2 separate regions of the Arabidopsis thaliana genome follow, and region 2 is linked to region 1. A link is a contact called in public capture Hi-C data. All regions are on one chromosome and are shown on one strand. The core of a region is the stretch at or near the end of the contact, and the rest is flanking DNA. Distances in the headings are between cores, read along the strand shown.

Region 1 (4,258 bases), core at 904-3,403:
ACCCGAAGATAAACGGGTAATTTACTCGGTATCGACTCCAAAAATATATGTCTGCCGCATACATAAACAAATGAACCGCAACAAACCCGAACAAGCTGCAGAAAAAAGTGTTAGAAAATCGTAGGATTCAGTAAGTTTCTTGTGGTTCCATCTCAAAACTAAGTGTCAATGAGTGATTTAACCGATGTAGGATTTTTTTTATCCTCGGTTCAGCGGGGATGAATGTAACTTTACAACGGACCTGTAAAGAGGAAAAATGTTCTCCATGTACTGATGCCTGCCCTCACTTTTTGTTAAGCCTCTAATATGTACAAGAACCGTTATCGCAATGGCGAGAGCGACAGCGCAACCGGAAAAGAAGCCTATATATATATGAAGATGAAGTTTTAGTCTATGAGAAAGAGTACTCATAACAGAGCTTAAATAGATTAATTGGGTACCAAGAAAGTAAGTGATTCTGTGTTTCTCCCTCTTAGTTTTAGGCCTTAAACATTTCATTCCTTCTCGGTGATTTCCATTAGCGAAATGCTTAATAAACGTCGCTTCCACTCTCGACATGAGCCTTGAGACCTGAAAATGTAAATGATAAGTTTAGCTTGTAACATCAAAGAAAAGATGATGTGAAAATAGATGGTACTATTAACCTCATCACAGCTACCCAAATACGAGTGATCTACTGTATTTAGATAAGGCTTTGATGCATTCCTCGAAGTAGTCTGCGCAAGCAATACATAGATATATATCATCGCAAGAACATATACATAAACCTTGTACTTAATTAGTTAAGAGATTACAAACCTTGTCATACTTCTTTAGTATCTTTGCAAACGCCAATTGATTCAAGAAGCTGCAAAGAGAGATGATGAGAAACAGAGTTTTCGAGAAACCAGAGGATCTTTATAAAAACATTCTTACCAATAACTCTTTAAGAACCTAAGTTTTTGATAAAACTCAACAAAAGCGCGGTTCATAAGCTCTTCGGCTCTCCTAAGCTCGGGTTTGCTGAAGGTTTGCTCACTTGGGAGACCAAGAATCATCATTTTGAGAGTTAACAACGGAGTTTCGGGATCGATTTTGAGCTTTACATGATCCAACATTTCTACTGGAGCAGGTTTAAATACTTTCTTATCTTCGGTCTTTTCCATTTCTCTAATCACATCCATTGGTGAAGGGGCTACATTATAAAAACATTCACATCAACCTTTGTAAGAAGCTTAACGTTTAGGATTAAGTAAAATGGAGCTAAACCTGGAGTCCTCATTGTTGAATGAGGAGAAGAAGGAGCACTCGCGACGCTATTAAGGTCAGGAGGAAGATGAACGTGAGGATTCTCAACTTTAACTCTAAGAGCAATCAAAACATTTAATTGTCTACTAAGCTCATCAGCTTCCTCCATAACATTTTCAACTTTTTGCTTATAAAATCTCAAAACCTTGTTGAATTCACCGTCGAGTCGCCTGAAAAACTGAACCTCCATCTCCCCTCCTTCCTCAGCTGAGTTAAGAAACGTCGTCGTATAACTCGCTGTCTCGTCTTCATTAATCAAAATGATTTGTTCCTCGTCGTCGTCAAAGAGATGATAATGATGATGATTATGATGATGATGATGGCGTTTGCTGCTTAAAGGATTATGATGTTTATGTGATTTCTTAGGAGAACGAGAAGCTCGGTTTGTTAAACCGCTAAATGCGCGGTAAAGAGAGATTCTTCTCGATAATCCTGGTCCGCCTCCGCCTCCGCCTCCTCCGCCTTCTCCACCGTCTGTTTTAAGAGGTACGGTGTCTCCGGTTGAAGGAGGAGGAGGAGGAGGAGGAGGACGTTGTTGTTTTTGTAGGCGATAACGAAGGATCTGTTTGACTATTGATTTAAGAGAACGATAATCCATGTAGGCTTCTTTCCATTCTTGGATCATCTGCGTTTCAAATTCTCTTCCAAACTTCATATTTTCTCTACGGATCTGAATTCTTTTTTTCCCCGGAAAGATTGGAGTTTCCCGGGAAAATCTAGCAAGAACACAAGAACAAAGAAAATCCTATGTTTCTCCTTTGTAATCTCTAGTCTTTTGAATTTTGGTTTTGGATTATTGTTTTTTATTTTGGTTCGTAAGAGCTGGATCAAGTTTCTTTTTCTGGTAATCAAAGACTATATATGTATGTGTGTGTATCAAGATTTATTTATTTGGTAGAAAGAAAATTATAACGAGAAATAAAAGAAAAATAGAGCTATTTTGTGCATTTTCATTTTTTATTTTTGTCGACATCTTTATTAGATTAACTCAAATGATCCAGCACAGAAATATTGTTTATATATGTAATAAAATGCGGTTGAATACGAATGCATTTTCCTTTCATATAAAAAATCTCATGCAAATAATAGGAAAAACAAAACAAAACAAATCTTGTAACATATATATAAACGGAAAAAAATACTAAATTCGGATCTTTGTCTTTTTGTATCCATCTACATTAAGTGGATTTAGGGAAATACGAATCATAATGGATTGCAATATAAACTTGTAAATCCATATATCCATAAGTCTAGTGTTAAAAAATTCATGATCTGGTGCCATAAACGTATGCAACTATACATTTTCAAAATTCATACTATTAAAAGAATATGGGAACTACTTTATTTTCATGTCTTTCATAATATAGTTATGAAATTTAAATTGACATGAACAACACATTAAAGTCCCGATAACGCGTTATATATTAAAGCGTTGATGAAAATAGCTGTGCACGCATGCTAAGGACAAATATGAAAATAGTATTTATATGCATTTCCAAACGCCAAATATTTCTATATCTGCTTTAAAAAACAAAACAAAACTATGGCGGTCTAATTCTTTTGAAAAACATATATTATGTGTGTTTGAATTCGAATAGTTATACAATTGTTACAGACTATAGATGATACATGTGTTCGTCATTTAATAGATTGTTATTCAATTATTGAATCGTTCATTATTTTCATTTTAGGATACGGATGGATGGTTGGACCTAAAATAGTCATAAATTTAAATGGATTTTGTGCAAAAAAACTCAAACTCATCCATTTTTGTAATTTTATCATTTACCTCCAAAAAATGTTACATAATCATATGAAGTCGAAAATAATACTCAATATAGCCTTTTTTTTGTTATTGTCAAATTTTAAAATTTTGATAAATCAAATCGAAGCCCTCGAGATGAGGAGTTCAAAAATATCTTTAAAATTTTCAAAAACAAATATATGTGATCGTGAAAATATTTATAATATATATAAAATTGTAAAAATGGATTATATTGCATATTATTTTGGAATTCGTATAATAATTTTGCATTTTTTTGACGGATAAAATTATAAAAATAGTCTACTTTCAAAGTTTTTTTTGGCACAAAACCTAATTTAAATCGTTGCATTACTTGTCTCAAATATACTCAAAATCCGTGGACGAGGATTTTCTTCTCTCCTTTTTAGGGCATCAAGTCTTTTTTTAGATTTTATAACCACAAGTGTAAGTGGTAATCTCTTTGACCTTTTTAGCAAACTAAACTTAAACTCATCAGTTCCTTCTTACACGGAAGCATGTAAAACAAAACCAAAAACAAGACTTAATATTATTTTGTCTTTTTTCTTTTAACAAATCCCAACTTTTTCCTTGTTGTTTGTTGTTGCTGAAACTAGAAGATGGATTTGCTACCATCAAGATATAAGATTCACAAGACAAAGTTAAGATGGATCTTAACAATGATGACGATGATGATGATGATGGTGATGAGAAGAGGAGAATCAATGAGATTAGATATGGAATCAGGTAACACAAAATGTATCTCCGATGACATCAAAACAAATTACATGACCGTTGGGACTTATTCCATCGTCAATCCCAACGAAGGCCACCATCTTCCTCCTTCTCACAAACTCTTCGTCACTGTAAGCATTAACTATGAATCTATGACAAATAATCTATGAATCGTTTGGTTGAGTATCACATTTTATGTACTTCTCTTTATAGGTGTCATCTCCTAAAGGGAAAAGCCATCATCATGCAGAGAATGTAGAGTCCGGGAAATTCGTGTTCACGGCAGAAGAAACCGGCGATTACATGACGTGTTTTGTGGCTCCAGGTTATAGACCTACCGCAAAATTCGCGGTTGATTTCGAGTGGAAAAGCGGTGTAGAGGCTAAAGATTGGACCACTATAGCCAAGAGAGGCCAAATAACCGTAAAAATTATATGTTACCTAACTATAGTTATTTTTTTGCATATCATAAAA
Region 2 (4,258 bases), core at 1,245-3,744, 170 kb after region 1:
TGGTAACGACAGTTAGTTTTTGATGTAAAGACTTTGACTGTAGAGACATTGATTATTCAAATCTGTTTGACTGTTCAAATCTTATTGATTACAAAAAAAAAACTCTGGATAGTGCGACCATAAGAGTTGTAATTATAAATTATACCGAATATAAACCAGAATTGTAACAGAATGATGAAATTCCAGCAAATAACTTATGAGAAGGTTTTATACATTCAGTTTTTTCCATTTTCGCATCAAATTTAATATTTGATTCTTTTTTCTATAAAGAAGGGGATCTAAAAAGAACATGAAAAAAAATTGTGAATTAGTTGATAGTTTAAAAACAAAAAAAAATAGTAGTGAATTTGTTAGGAAGTTTTCATATATTGGAGAAGAGAAAAAAAAAACTATTGATGTATATTCCTTTTATTTTTGAAGTTAGGTTTACATGTCTTTAAGAAAAAACTGAAACCAAAGTATCTAAAAAAAAGGGACTATAATGACTTTTAAATTAATAAAAGCCAAAAAGTGTTATTGAACAAATAAAGACTTTAATTTTTTTTATCGTACGCTTTGAAAGTGCTTGCCAATTAACCCTTGAGAAATTTTGCTGAGATTTTGTACTCGCCAATCATTGCGAGTTCTCAGTTGAGTCATGAGCCGTGTAAGAAGTACCAAAGCTTCTTCGATTGACAGATGCTGACAATGGAAATAATGTTGATAGCATGACGAACAAAATCGTGTATATTTAGTATTTACACTTTTGTTGATAACACAATTTGTTAGGTTTCAAGGTTGTTGAATATCGTAACTATATGAAGCTGTGAAACTCAGTATGTTGCTAACAATGAGGGGAAAAAGAGAGATGACATGCCTACAATCATTTCTGCAAGAGTTGGGTAAGAACCACTAGGGAAGGGTAATGTACAGTGATATTCACAATGCCATTTATTTGGCCAAAAAATCCGTTTTGGCATGTTTGAACGAAGTACATACTTTGATATCATTTCATCATATAAATTTTCGAAGAAGTCAATTAAAACCGTGTTGTATGATAATTTGTTTGGGAAGTCTGTCTGTTGGGCGTAGCCCAATTGGTTTACATAGTAGTCAGAAATGCAATCGGCCTGACTATCACTCGGTATTAGTCGGAAAGCATTTCAAACTCGAGACAAACAATGTGGTTCCTTCGGAGAGAAGTCCACTCTAAAACACTTTGGTGCGTTTTTACTGAGGTTAAACAGATCAGTCTATAGAATTTATCAAAAAAAAAAAAAAAGTTGAGGTTGTGTGCAACTTAAATTGGATTCTTAATTAAGAATTAGAAACATAGCTGTGCATGTAGTCTTAGAAATTTTTTTGTTGATGTCAATGAAATTTGAAAACATTTTTTTTTTCTTTTTGTGCACCAACCAAATACTTCATTCCATGGTTAAAACGATTTAAAACACTTCATGGAAATTCCATGGTTTAGATATTATAATGAGAAGAACACAAACCAAAGTACAACCACAACTCAAACTCAATGTAAAAGGCCCAAGAAGAGGCCATATTAACTCAAGAGCCTAACATACAAACCACAAGTATCGAACAACTTATTAATTCGATGTCAGCTTAACGACGCTATAACCGCCGTCAACCCCCAAGTTTTGACCACTAATATAAACCGAATCATCAGAAGCCAAAAACAAAGCTGCATCTGCCACATGTCGAGCTTTAAGTACAACACCTTTGAGAATCGCCGTGGCTGAACAGTAATCCTCAACCATCTTCACAGTTTCCTCGTTGTAGCTAGTTAACCCCGTTGCTACTCCATACGGTGCAACACCGTTGACTCTAATCCCGTACTTCCCCAACCCGCCACACGCTGATCGAACCAACCCGAGAAGCGCGTGTTTCGACGCTGTGTAACTGTGAGGTCCCGGACCACCAATCTCAGCCGTCACACTCGTTGTACAAACAATGGAGCCACGAGTTCCACTAGCCACCATCGAACGCGCTGCATGTTTTATAAACGCAGCCGCACCGCGAACGTTGACGGCCATCGTTCGATCAAACGCCTCAAGATCCAAATCAAGAATGCTTCCATGCGGTTCCATGACCCCGGCGTTACTAAACAGAACGTCAAGCTTTCCGTGTTTTTCAACGGTGAACTTAACGGCGTTCTCAACTTCCGTCTCATCCGTTATATCGCAACGGTAAAAACTTGCTTTGTCTAGCCCGATCGAAACGGCGACGTTTTGACCAAGCTCCTCTTGTAAGTCAACGATGACAACTTTAGCTCCATGGTCCGTGAACAACCTCGCTGCTTCAGCTCCGATCCCACTAGCCCCGCCTGTTATAATTACGATCTTGCCATCCAATCTTCTGTATATATAATAGACAAGTAAGTATATTAATCAACGTATGTATGAATGAACGAATAATTATGAATGCATAATGAAGTTGTAAGAGATGAAACACTTGCCTTTGTCCCGACATTGTTTTGTTGTATTTTCACTTATGAAAACACCACTAAAAATTGAATGTATCTTTATTGAGGGATTTCAAAGGATATACAATGTCGAAGATAACCAAGATTTAACATTTTAATTATTTCATCGTTTTCTCATGCATGCTTTCAAATCTTAATGATTTAACAATCCATCAAACTACATCATTGTCGAATCAAACTCCAGCTAACCATACTGTTGTCGACAAGAGCACAAAAGCATGAAAATAATAATATGATCATTAAGTATAGGGTTTTCTGCCAAAAAAAAGCCAACTTGTCAATTTCTGCTAAAAAATACAAATCAATGAGACAAAATCAAAATAATATGCAATATAACATGTTATCATCACAGTAAGTTTGCAAAAGTTTGATAAATAGTACTCATGATCGTTTGAAACTTTTGGTATATCAAAACAAAACTTTCACAATAAACAATGAAGAGTTTAAATCTACCTTTAGAATTTTGAAAGTATAACGTATATAATCGTTAAAAACTTATAAAAATATTTAAACAATTAGATTACGTATTATTATTTTTTTACTTCATAAAATTAATTTTTACTTTTAGATATGAAAGGTAAAATTGTAGAAAATGACGATTTTAAAGGTTATTGAACGAAACTTGGGTTCACTCCTAGGGGTGAATCCTTTTATTCACCTCCTTTTGCATTAACCAATAAAAACATGTCATGTTAAATCCTATTTAAATTACATAATAAATTAAAGCTATAATTATAAATCCAAACCGATATATAATCTCGTTTAATTATAAAATCTAAACCCTAATTCTCTTTTGTAAACCCAAACCACCATCTAAACTCATTTAATCGTAAAAAAAACTAAACTCTAATCGTATTTTCTAAATCCAAACCGACATTTAACCTCGTTTAATTGTCAAATCTAAATCTGTTTATAAACCTAAACCAATATTTAATTCGTTTAATTATAAAATCTAAACCCTAATCGTACTTTCTAAACCCAAACCGATATTTAACCTCGTTTAATCATAAAATTTTAACCCTAACCTTTTCTAATAAACACAAACCGATACATATTTTCGTTTTAATGGCAAATTATTAGGTTTTATAATTAAATTAAATTCTTTTTATTATTATTAGGTGTCAGATTTTAATTGCTTAAAATAAAAGAAGTGAATATAAGAGTTTACCCATAGGGATAAACCCAAGTATTTTTCAAGATTATTTTGATTGAAAACCTTTAAATATAAGGTTAAGTAAAAGTTTCGCATGGCTTATAACTAACGATGCTATATATAGTTAACAGATTCTGTCCGCTAGTGCCGGGATATAGGAGTGGCAATGACCTAGTTCTTCCTTAGCGAGATCTCCATCGGCTTTTGATGGTGTTAAGTTCTCTTTGCTTGCCATTTGATTTAAAAACTATTTCATCTTTATCATTTTGCAATGCTTGCAAGCCTTCCTCTACAATTGTTCAAACAATAAGAAACACTAACTTTGGGTTTCTTAAGCTATAGTAATTAGTTCTTTTCACGGCCTTGTTTATCTCTCATGTATGGAGTGTACCTCGCCCATTAATTCGTTTCAATGGTTTTCAATATTATATACATTTTAGGGTATCGATCATTTTACTAGCTATGTTTGGTTACTCTATTATAAAGAAATCACAAGTTTCTAAAATTTACTTTACTTTCATGTCGAAAACAAGTTTAACAACACTTGTCACGTTTAATACTCACCTGTTATATAGACATATAGTTACGATATTGCTATCTAATCTGCTGTATATTTATATACAAGTAAA

The links. Capture Hi-C pulls out chosen DNA fragments and counts their contacts.
Region 2: a capture Hi-C map of seedling shows a contact between it and region 1, with 2.3 times the contacts expected there. A contact is called at or near these places in 3 of 26 Hi-C or Micro-C datasets (callus and root) and 1 of 3 other capture datasets (seedling).

Annotation. Positions count from the first base shown.
Region 1 is chr3:11,046,524-11,050,781 of TAIR10.1, forward strand. AT3G29060 (EXS (ERD1/XPR1/SYG1) family protein) reads right to left here and starts at 2,154. Exons shown (of 13, transcript NM_113828.3): 1 at 1,249-2,154; 2 at 916-1,174; 3 at 799-847; 4 at 645-716; 5 at 441-570; 6 at 242-362; 7 at 1-95. The coding sequence starts at 1,942. AT3G29070 (emp24/gp25L/p24 family/GOLD family protein) reads left to right here and starts at 3,558. Exons shown (of 4, transcript NM_113829.3): 1 at 3,558-3,915; 2 at 3,998-4,207. The coding sequence starts at 3,670.
Region 2 is chr3:11,214,372-11,218,629 of TAIR10.1, forward strand. It overlaps AT3G29260 (NAD(P)-binding Rossmann-fold superfamily protein), which reads right to left and starts at 2,495. Exons shown (of 2, transcript NM_113850.1): 1 at 2,450-2,495; 2 at 1,581-2,346. The coding sequence starts at 2,463. The coding sequence ends at 1,581.